Regions from separate parts of the Ovis aries genome. Here region 1 is linked to region 2. A link is a contact called in public Hi-C data. All regions are on one chromosome and are shown on one strand. The core of a region is the stretch at or near the end of the contact, and the rest is flanking DNA. Distances in the headings are between cores, read along the strand shown. Region 1 has its middle 26 kb from the start of SETMAR. Region 2 overlaps SUMF1 (sulfatase modifying factor 1).

Evidence for each region. A called contact is a pair of places that touch in the nucleus more often than the background predicts.
Region 1: a contact with region 2 is called in a Hi-C map of liver, with 4 times the contacts expected there. The contact joins two enhancer-like sites. A contact is called at or near these places in 3 of 16 Hi-C or Micro-C datasets (all in liver).

Annotation. Positions count from the first base shown.
Region 1 is chr19:21,991,592-21,997,424 of ARS-UI_Ramb_v3.0, forward strand. No RefSeq gene overlaps it. Among named protein-coding and RNA genes, the nearest start is that of SETMAR, 26 kb to the right of the region's middle. Within about 2 kb of position 3,725, at least 4 of the 54 cell types and tissues checked have an H3K27ac peak or open chromatin away from gene starts, as enhancers often do. A contact at or near this core is called in liver, where this site is marked.
Region 2 is chr19:21,937,471-21,943,384 of ARS-UI_Ramb_v3.0, forward strand. All of the region lies in intron 6 of SUMF1 (sulfatase modifying factor 1), which reads left to right. Among named protein-coding and RNA genes, the nearest start is that of SUMF1, 51 kb to the left of the region's middle. Within about 2 kb of position 3,396, at least 5 of the 54 cell types and tissues checked have an H3K27ac peak or open chromatin away from gene starts, as enhancers often do. A contact at or near this core is called in liver, where this site is marked.

The DNA.
Region 1 (5,833 bases), core at 2,475-4,974, 54 kb after region 2:
TCTGACACTGTTTCCACTGTTTCCCCATCTATTTCCCATGGAGTGATGGGACTGGATGCCATGATCTTCATTTTCTTAATGTTGAGCTTTAAGCCAACTTTTTCACTCTTCTCTTTTACTTTCTTTTTTTGTTTTTAAATTTAAATTTTTATTTTTACTTTATTTTACTTTACAATACTGTATTGGTTTTGACATACATTGACATGAATCCGCCATGGGTGTACATGAGTTCCCAAACATGAACCCCCCGTCCCACCTCCCACCCCATATCATCTCTCTGGATCATCCCTGTGCACCAGCCCCAAGCATCCTGTATCCTGCATCAAACATAGACTGGCAATTCATTTCTTACATGATAGTGTACATGTTTCAATGCCATTCTCCCAAATCATCCCACCCTCTCCCTCTCCCTCAGAGTCCAAAAGTCCGGTCTACACATCTGAGTCTCTTTTGCTGTCTCGCATACAGGTTCATCATTACCATCTTTCTAAATTCCATATATATGTGTTAGTATACTGTATTGGTGTTTTTCTTTCTGGCTTACTTCACTTTGTATAATCGGCTCCAGTTTCATCCATCTCATTAGAACTGATTCAAACGTATTCTTTTTAATGGCTGAGTAATACTCCATTGTGTATATGTACCACAGCTTTCTTATCCATTCATCTGCTGATGGACATCTAGGTTGTTTCCATGTCCTGGCTATTATAAACAGTGCTGTGATGAACATTGGGGTACATGTGTCTCTTTCAATTCTGGTTTCCTCGGTGTGTATGCCCAGCAGTGGGATTGCTGGGTCATAAGGCAGTTGTATTTGCAATTTTTTAAGGAATCTCCACACTGTTCTCCATAGTGGCTGTACTAGTTTGCATTCCCATCAACAGTGTAAGACGGTTCCCTTTTCTCCACACCCTCTCCAGCATTTATTGCTTGCAGATTTTTGGATTGCAGACATTCTGACTGGTGTGAAGTGGTACCTCATTGTGGTCTTGATTTGCATTTCTCTAATAATGAATGACGTTGAGCATCTTTTCATGTGTTTGTTAGCCATCCGTTCCTCTTTTACTTTTCAAGAGGCTTTTTAGTTCCTCTTCACTTTCTGCCATAAGGGTGGTATCATCTGCATATCTGAGGTTATTGATATTTCTCCCGGCAATCTTGATTCCAGCTTGTGTTTCTTCCATTCCAGCGTTTCTCATGTTGTACTCTGCATAGAAGTTAAATAAGCAGGGTGACAATATACAGCCTTGACATACTCCTTTTCCTATTTGGAACCAGTCTGTTGTTCCATGTCTAGTTCTAACTGCTGCTTCCTGACCTGCATACAGATTTCTCAAGAGGCAGGTCAGGTGGTCTGGTATTCCCATGTCTTTTGGAATTTTCCACAGTTTATTGTGATCCACACAGTCAAAGGCTTTGGCATAGTCAGTAAAGCAGAAATAGATGTTTTTCTGGAACTCTCTTGCTTTTTCCATGATCCAGCAGATGTTGGCAATTTGATCTCTGGTTCCTCTGCCTTTTCTAAAACCTCAGGAGTTCATATATTGGGTCTGTGTTTCTAGTTCAGTTTTTTGCTCCTTTGAAGCATAGGGCAATTTTAAGATTTGTTCTCAAATCTGCTTTGGTCCTGAATTCTGGACAACCTTAATTTGTTTTCAGGGATATACATGAGGGATTGAGTTAGGAGCAAGTCTTACCTTCTTTTTAAAGCTTTGTAAAATGGTTAGAAAGTGGTAGGTGAAGGGGAGCTATGGTTGTAGTGATCAAGAGTGGCATTTCTTTATTTCAGTTCAGTTCAGTTGCTCATTTGTGTCCAACTCTTTGCGACCCCATGAATCGCAGCACGCCAGGCCTCCCTGTCCATCACCAACTCCTGGAGTTTACTCAAACTCATGTCTGTCAAGTCGGTGATGCCATCCAGCCATCTCATCCTCTGTTGTCCCCTTCTCCTCCTGCCCCCAATCCCTCCCAGCATCAGAGTCTTTTCCAGTGAGTCAACTCTTTGCATGAGGTGGCCAAAGTACTGGAGTTTCAGCTTTTCTTTATTGGAAAACATCAAATTACATAGAGGCCTCAAACTCTGTGTGGTTTTGCCTACAACTTAAAGTGAAATACAGACCTGCATCAATGTAGACACTGTGTTTTCTTCATTTGCCCCTCCCTCCCCACCTTTTTTTTTTTGTTTTGACAAAGTATCCCTATTGTCCGTATGACCCTTTAGGAAAAGAAGAAATGAAAGATTCAGAGATGCTATATGCTTTAGTAAGTGTTGATTTGGGCTGGGATGGTGTGGGGTAGTAGCTCTAAGCTAATGTGTTGGTTAATTCTGTCTTCCACTGGATTCTAGGCCTGTTGCTGATCACCTTTTCAAAACAGATCATGTTGTCAAGCTACAGATAGAATTGTTGTATGTGGTAAAATCTGTAGTTGACTTAATGAAAGGAGTATTTTGGGGGGAGAAGAAAACATGGAAATATGATGTTTTCTGTTCTGAGACTTCAGGGATTTCATACAAGAGACTTAGGATGGGATTTATTTTTTCTTTATAAAATGATATTTTGCTTGCATTTCTTCCTCCTCTCTAACAAATACTTACCTACTGTTGGCAGTATTTCTCATCAGGGAGTTAACTTTCAGGCTGGCTATTAGGCAGTCACAGGAGGTGCAGAGCCTGGCTCTTGTGGGAACAGGGGCCAGGTGAGAAGCAGGCCGAGCGGTGCCCATTCTTAATGTGCTGTCACTGCTCTGCCCTCCTGTGACTGCCATACAGAAACGTGAGCCCAAACTTGCTGGATCGTCCAGTTTCTGAGGGTACCTGACTATGTGCATTCTCATGTGAAGTCTGAGTTTTTAACATTGGCAACTAATTCAGAGTTTTAAAAAAACAAATACTGTAGGACCTAATAAATTACTTCTGTGCCCAGATTCAGCCTGTGGGGTGCCACTTGTCAACTGAAATTATGAAAAGTTGATTCATTTCACACAGCACAAAAATCTCATATATTTCTTTCTGAAAAAAGACTGATGAAGCAAGTAAGTAACATACCAGTTAGAAATGTCCAAGTGTGAGAAAGGGCAGTGGTTTGCCCCAGGTCATCATCTTATCTAGAAATGTCTTAGGACAGTGGTCCCAAACCTTTTTGGCAACAGGGACTGGTTTTGAGGAAGACAGTTTTTCCCCAGATGGAAGTGAGGGGCCAGAGATGGTTTGGGAATGATTTAAACACATTGCATTTATTATGCTGCTGCTGATCTGACAGGAGGTGGAGCTCAGGCGGTAATGCAAACGATGGGGAACAGCTGTAAATAGAGATGAAGCTTCGCTCACTCAACCGCTGATCACCTCCTGCTGTGTGGCCCAGTTCCTAACAGATATGCGGCCCTAAGGTTGGGGACCCCTGCCTTAGGAAACCCCTCCCCTCCATCCCCACCCCACCCCAACTAAAATCATCTAACTGCCACAGACAGTCTCAGCAGTGCTATCAACAATTCATTTTCATTAACTTTGGCACTTATTAATAAGTGTTCAGACTAATATCAGAGAATATAAGAAATGTCAGTTTCTTAACTATTGGTTTCATTTATTAAAATTTGTCTGTAAAGCAAACTACCCCAGAGTAGGCCTTGTTTTTATAGTTTTTGCCAGAATCAGTCATACTATTAGTGAAAAGCTGGCCTTGGTTGTTTCATGTGCTTGAAACACCGTGGAAATTATTAACTCCAGGAGCCTCAGATGGAGCACTGGCCACAGGCCAGAACTCCTTCCTTCCTCTGACTCTTGTGTTTAGACCATTAAAGCAGGAGTTTAATTAATTTTTTGATTAAGTAGAATCATTACAGATAATATTCAGGTAGACTGTAAAATGAGAAAGGCCCTTTTCTGAAGCTTGCCCTATTTAGGATTGGAAAGTTGGAGGGATTAGCACCAACGGGGTGGAATTTTTCAGCTTCAGATCAGATTCTAATCTGCCCCCAAATGGTAATTGACCCCGAAGTCACCATTATGAGAAAGCTGGTTGGACCTTTGGAATTAGTCACCATTGTCAGAAAAAAAGGTGATTCCATTTCAGGGTCATTGAAGGTCGGGTAGGGTTCTGTCCCACGCCTGGGTCTGGGCCATGCTTGACAAATTCCTTGTTTTCTTTGCTTAGGAAATAGAAGGCCGATCATAGTAACCCTTTTCTAGCATGTCAGTGTGGCACCTCATCGGGGTAACATTAGTAGCTCTGAATCAACAGTTACGGGGAAAGTGAAACCAGCTGACAATCAATCAGGGGACCAGAGATAAGCTTTCCTTGTCAGGTGGTGCTGCTCAGAGGTTCACCTGCGTTTAGTCTGGTGCCTGTAAAGAGGGGCCTTTTGTGATTTGCTTTTCTGAAGGCCACAGTTTTTCTCTGCTCCAGACAGAGAACTTGTCAAATGAAATTTAATTTATTTACTTTTAAATGACATGGAAGGATGCCCTTTTCCTCTCCTCCATTATCATCTTTAAAAGGCAATTTAGGGACCACCCTGGCAGTCCAGTGGTTAAGACTTCACCTTCCAATACAGGGGCTGCAGGTTCGGTCCCTGGCTGGGGAGCTCATGGCCAAAAACACCCACAAAAATCAGAAACAATATTGTAACAAATTTAATAAATACTTTAAAATGGTCCACATCAAAGTAAGTCTTAAGATAATAAAAATAAAAAGCCCTTAGCATTGTGTGAAGAGAGCACTAAAATCAGATTATCTGGGATCGTTTCCTTGCCCCTCCACCTACTCACCTTGCGACCTTCAGGCAGGAAGCATCTTCTCAGGTAAAATGGGAATGGTAATAGCACCTACCTCTTGGGGTTGTGAGGAGAGATGAAATAATGCAAAAATAAAGTGTTTAGTAGAAATTACTTGGGTAAATGCTTGCTGGGTACTTGTTTCTTTTTTCAAACCTTAAACTTTTAATTTGTATTGGAGTATAGCCCAATAACAATGCTTTGGTAGTTTCAGGTGAACGGTGAAGGGCCGTACATATACACGTATCCGTTCTCCTTCAAACACCCCTCCCACCCAGGCTGACACATAACACTGAGTAAAGTTCCCTCTGCTATACAGTAAGTCCTTGTTGGGTATCCATTTGGAATATAGCCGTGTGTACATGTCCATCCCAAACTCCCTGACTACTGGTACTTGTTTCTAGTGAGTATGATTGTTAGGATCAGAGGAGCAGGAAGGTACCGCCAGACTGTCCTGGTTAATCCTGGGTTTCAGCTTAGAACAGAGAGCAAAACAGAGGACCAAGAAGGAGCAAACAAAGAGGCTGAATTTAAAAGCAGAACTTGACCTCTATCTCAAATATTAAAACACAGGGAAAAAACTGACATGAATGACCTCCAAACTTCTGTTAATTCTAGGTTGGCCAAAAAAAGTTTGTTGAGGTTTTTCAGTATGATATTATGGAAACACTGGAATGAAGTTTTTGGCCAACCCAATACTTGAATTTGAAAATATTCTGATAGTGTGTGGTCCATCTGTTCCCCAAATTTCTCTTTAAAGGAAAAATATTAGATCTGCTTATTGCTACATAGATTGTATAATTCTGAAGCTTTTCCTCTTCAAGCTACCTCACGAACAACCTCTGGCAGGTTTAATACCAATGAAAATGTCATTTGTTAGCATAGCAATAATTAGAAAGAAAACAGAAATGGGAGGGCGGTCTCTTGGCTCATAATAATCTGGTCAGCCTGTTAATGTTTGCTGTGGTGTCTTTAATGTTAATTTACATGCCAGTTTTAGAGAATAGTTGTTTAGGTAATTCTACTAAGTCATTTAAATTATTTCTTCTTGCTTAATTCTTC
Region 2 (5,914 bases), core at 2,146-4,645:
ATGCTGAATCAGGAAGTTGAGTCATTTGGTGATTATTTCCTGAACTCCACAGTATGTCAGTTCATAAACCTTGGGAATGTAGCAAAGCTAAGTTAAATTTTACCTTCTCTGCCATGGGAGGACTATTGACTGCAGTTCGTGGGCTACTCTGCCTCTAAAGCCAAGCTCTCTCAGCATATATAATAATTTAGACACTAAAAGAATTAGGTGTGCGGGTGGGAAGTATTTCCTTTAAAAAGAACATGTCTGAGTATTTCTTGTGTGAACAGATTGGGGGGGAAATGCCATTTAGAAATCCTATCTCTAGCAAACTAGACATTCATAAGTCAGATCCAGGAATATATATTTATACCCAAACTAGCTAGACTGGGAACTTAATATGCTTAATTTTAAACCTTAACCTCTTGAAAACTTACAAAAGGTAATGATAAAGACAATTAATTCTTTGATATCTTCTCAGTGGAAGGTTAAACAGCTCAGAGTAGTTGAAGAAATTGTCAGACTCTGTGCCTCGGGCCATTTTTTTTTTTTTTTTCAGGATTTAGGCATAAATTTGTGTGATATGCTTGATTTTTCTTCACAGAATAACACATGAGTTGCTCATGAATAATCTATAGACAGAAATCTCCTTTCTTGGGGGCAGATGAAAAAGCTGAATTCTTCAGAAATGGTCATTTCCTCTTTGTTTTCCTTGGCAGGGCTGGTGGAATTAGTGGTCAAAGGCAACCCATCTCTCCAACATGAGAATAAGGTTGTGAAATTTTCGGTGGGTTTGAGGTTGGGAGATGCCATTCTCTACTGGCACAATGTGACTTGGCGTTTGCTGTCAGAAGCAGAAATAGAATTTTTTTCCTCCCCTTAGATGAAAGCATCTGCATGTTTGGAAAGGGTGCACAAGGCTTCAAAATTCTGGCAAGTTGTGAATGTATTTCTGTGACCATCTGTTGTCGAGCTGAGTGCTTATTAGCTTTCAGTTTTATAATTGCTTGTGTTGCTTCTAAGGATTTACAGAAAAATCCATATATTCTTGTTTTCACAGTCCCAGGCTCTGATCTGGGATGTTGTCTTTGCTCTATAAATCATTAGCCTTGTAGGTTTCTGTCACAAAGGCCTCAGTTGCTTCCTGATTTGACTGGGATTAAATTCATCAGTTTGGAGGACTGAACCCCAATTCCCTTGCAAACTCAGACTCTATCATTCAAATCTTTACAACCAGCGCCGCTGTGTCTCTCATCTGTATTACCACATCAGCCTCCCAGTTGAGCTCCCTGGCTTCATTCTTTCTGTTCTGTTGCAGCTGGAATGATCTTTATAGAGAATATGTTTTACGCTCTCACTCCTCTGTTTCAAGAATAAATGAAGTACAGACTCTTGAACATGACTTCTGAAGGCTAAAATAATTTAGCCGTTTCTGATCGCTCAATGACCACAGCTTTTTCTTCCTTTCAACATTTCATTTTGAAACGTTACAAAAGTTCAGAAAATAGCGTAACAGAGACCTGTGTATCTGCCATTACGATTTAACATATACTGACAGCTTATTGTATTTACTGTATTTCTTTTAACCAAAGAGAAAGAACAAAAACTACTCTATCAACACTTGATATTTGTCAGTATTTTTAATTTAAGCTGTTCTAGTCTGTGTATATTGCTATCTCACTATGGTTTTTTAGTCATTAGGTATATATATATATTTTTTTATTTTATTGAAGTAGAATTTATTTATAATATATTAATTTCTGCTGTACAGCCTAGTGATTCAGTTTATGTGTATATATATATATATATATATATATACACACACACATATTCTTTTTCATATATATGTATATATGCATGTTGCTGCTGCTGCTGCTAAGTCACTGCAGTCGTGTCCAACTCTGTGCGACACCAGAGACGGCAGCCCACCAGGCTCCCCCGTCCCTGGGATTCTCTAGGCAAGAGCACTGGAGTGGGTTGCCATTTCCTTCTCCAGTGCATGAGAGTGAAAAGTGAAAGTGAAGTCGCTCAGTCATGTCTGACTCCTAGCGACCCCATGGACTGCAGGCTACCAGGCTCCTCCTTCCATGAGATTTTCCAGGCAAGAGTACTGGAGTGGGGTGCCATTGCCTTCTCCAGTATATATGCATACTTTATATATATTCATATACACACATTCTTTTTCATATTCTTTTCCGTTATGGTTATCACAGGATAGTGAATACAGTTCCGTGTGCTATATTGTTGTTTATCCATTCTTCATATATGAGTTTATATTTAGTCCTCATATATTGAAGTCTGTATCTGATAACGCTCATAGCTGTTGACCAGCTTCTGTTGTGTGTCGTTCTTGGGTTTTGGGTACATCTTATTTTCTTATATGCTTCAGTATTTTTGATTGAGTACCAGACATTGTGTGAGGTAAACTGTAGAGACTGTTTGAGATCTGGAGAGTGGAATCTTTCTCTGGAGCAGGCTTATCTTTGCTTCTGGAAACTTACATATCATCTTAGCTATTCTAGCCAGTAATTGAGATGATTTGAAGCTCAGCTTCAGTCCCTGTGAGGGCTAGATGTGTATAGCTCTTCAGGGTGCCAGCCAGCAGGCTAGGGGGTTTCCATGACTCTTCTTCCTTGGAGGGCCCTGTGAAAGTTCCTCAGTTGTGTCCGATTCTTTGTGACCCCATGGACTGTATAGTCCATGAAATTCTCCAGGCCAGAATACTGGAGTGGGTAGCCTTTCCCTTCTCCAGGGGATCGTCCCAATCCAGGGATCAAACCCAGGTCTCCGGCATTGCACGCAGATTCTTTGCCAGCTGAGCCGCCATGGAAGCCCTAAGCTCCAGTTGTTTCCTTGGGGCCCATGAGTCTCTGCAAAGTTCTGTTCAGCTTCTCAGTATTATGCTTGCTGCAGCTGGAATCAGCTGACCTCTGAGAAAACAAGCTCACCTCTTTGGCCTTGTCTTCAGTCTGGGATTTGAGCTCAGCAGTTCTTCACAGCTCTTGATAGTTCTCACCTGAGCTGGTTTAAATTCCCATTTCTCTTCGAGGTCTTAATTTATATGCCTTTTTTCCCTACGGGCTGTGTGTCTCCAGCACCTAGCAAAGAACCTGATCCTGTAATAAAGCCAGTTCCAGATACCTAGAATCAAAGAGAGTTTGATCACTGTTCATACTGGAGGTGTTTCAAAAGGAAAAGCTAGTTAAAAACATAATATTTTCAGGGTAAGTTTTGAACCAAAGTAAACATTTCAACCCAGGAACGGACCTCTTCAGTGTCATGTGTATATTTTAGCTCCAAGACTAACTCATAATGGCAAATACTTTTCAAGCTTCTTTGGAGAACTTGGGAACAGTCAGTGCTCTGTAGGCAGAGGCTATTCAGGGAATACCTTTTTCTTGTTCAGTGACTTCCAGGGAGCAAAAGTTAATCATTAGTGTTTATTTTATTGGCTAGTAACACCTTGTATGCTTTGTACACAAAATCCTGGGAGAGGCGGAGGTATTTGGCCATATGGAGTGAGGGTCAGTTTGGTCTTGCCTGGTAGAACGTTCTGGGGAGTGTGCATGCATGCATGTGTTTAATTTTTGAAACTGCTTAGGTTGATAGCCTGTCTTTCTACACAGGTGCAATCCAGAGTGTGGCTGCTGATGCTACTTTTTTAACCCAATTAAGAAGTAATTTGTGTGTGTGTGTATGTGTGTGTGTGTGTGTGTGTGTGCATGTATGTGTGTTTTATTTTGCAGTTACTTTACCTGCTGCTGCTACTGCTGCTAAGTCACTTCAGTCGTGTCCGACTCTGTGCGACTCCATAGACGGCAGCCTACCAGGCTCCCCCGTCCCTGGGATTCTCCAGGCAAGAACACTGGAGTGGGTTGCCATTTCCTTCTCCAGTGCATGAAAGTGAAAAGTGAAAGTGAAGTTGCTCAGTTGTGTTTGACTCCTAGCGACCCCATGGACTGCAGACTACCAGGCGCCTCCATCCATGGGATTTTCCAGGCAAGAGTACTGGAGTGGGTTGCCATTACCTTCTCCTACTTTACCTAGAAACCCATATTAATCTCTGGAAGTGTGTGGTGGTGCTTGTATGCTTAGTCACTCAGTCATGTCTGACTCTTTGTGACCCCATGGACTGTAGCCCTCCACACTCCTCTGTCTGTGGGCAAGAATAGTGGAATGGGTTGCCATTTTCTCCTCCAGAGGATCTTCCTGACCCAGAGGTCGAACTCACACATCTTGCATTGGCAAGCAGATTCTTTAACACTGAGCCACATGGGAATCGCCCAGAAGTGTGTGATACTTTCAGTCAAAGACTATATAGAACTTATCTAGCATCCTAATTTCCCACACATACATCCTTTCTTCACTACCCTAGTAACATACCCAGGGTACCATGGTACCCTGGTTTACTGGTGATGTAAAAGGATGGAGTAATCTGTAATATATTTGCCACTCTCACTTAAGGTACGCAGTTTCATTTGGGCAGCTTTTTTTTTATCCTAAGGGAAAGAAATATAGCCTTAGAATTAGTCAAAGTAATGTGGATTTTAGCTCTACCACTTGATATTAAAGGAATCTCTTTAAGCTTAGGACATACCTTAAGTTTCCTTATATACAATTGGGAATAATTATATACCTATCTCATGAAATTTTTGGCAAGTTAGATCTGATAATGTTGCATGTAAAAATATAACTTTAGACCCCCAAAGTACTATTGTGCTAGTGACTTACTTTTTTTTTCTTAATTATTTTTTGCTACATAATTGGAAGATTATATCCTTCTTTTCGGGCTTCCTAGGTGGCTCAGTGGTAAAGAATCCAGCTGCCAGTGCAAAAGACGTGGGTTCTATCTCAGCGTCAAAAGACATTGGGCATATCCCCTAGAGGAGGAAATGGCAACCCACTCCAGTATTCTTGCCTGGAAAGTCCCGTTGACAGAGGAGCCTGGTGGGCTACAGTCCATGGGGTTGCAAAAGAGTTGAACATGACTAAACAACTGTGCACACACAAATACATGCTTCTGTTCAGCAGAATTAACAAGAAATGTTGGCCTTTGGGAGCAGAGGAGGAGAAAATGATGTTTATAAATAATGAATGCCTAATATTCTTCCTATCCTTACCTTTTGTTTACATATCACATAGTCATCCTTACAATGAAAATCTCGCTTTGTGGCTCATTAGAGCCCATTGGGAATAAAGTTTCCCGAAAAGTATTCCTCCTCTGAATGAATCCCTGATGCTTGTCAGACGCTATTAGCCAAAGATTCTGTTTGTTCTGCTTTTGTCAATGTGGAGTTTGACTGTTCAGTTAGATCATATAGCTCTAGACATTTTGGGAAATGTGTTCTGTTTTGCAAGGCTGCGGTGTTGTGGTGTGGAACTGACCAGAGAAAACATAAGCCCTCCTGTTGTGCTGGCTGTGGTTTGGAGTTTGCACTCTGCTTGTTTTGAAGAACACACCTCTGACCCTTGCCTGTCACACAGGACACTTGTCAACCTCTGACCCGAGGTCAAAATGGACCACATATTGCCTCATGGTCAGTCCTGTTTTTGCCATGGGGTGATTGGACTTAGTACTTGGACTTGCATTTGTCCATCCTCTAAATTCTGCATTTATCTGTTCCTCGTCCTAATAATGCCTCCTCTGGCCACATACCACTATATGAATCAATGAATTTTGTGCATCAGAAATGTTAGACTCCTGCTTAGCCTGTTTGCCAGACCTCCTCTGTCTATGGCATGAGACTGGCCTTGTCTCATCCTGGCAAGAGACAGTAAATATCACATCTTCCTGAGTTGAGACTGTCTCACCCATCAACTGCCCCCTTGGCAGCCAAGTCATTGCAGCTCACATTCCTAGAATACCACTTCTAGGTAGTAGTTTATGGAGACGTTGATTAAGGATTTTTATCTCACATAGGATCCTTTATTCACA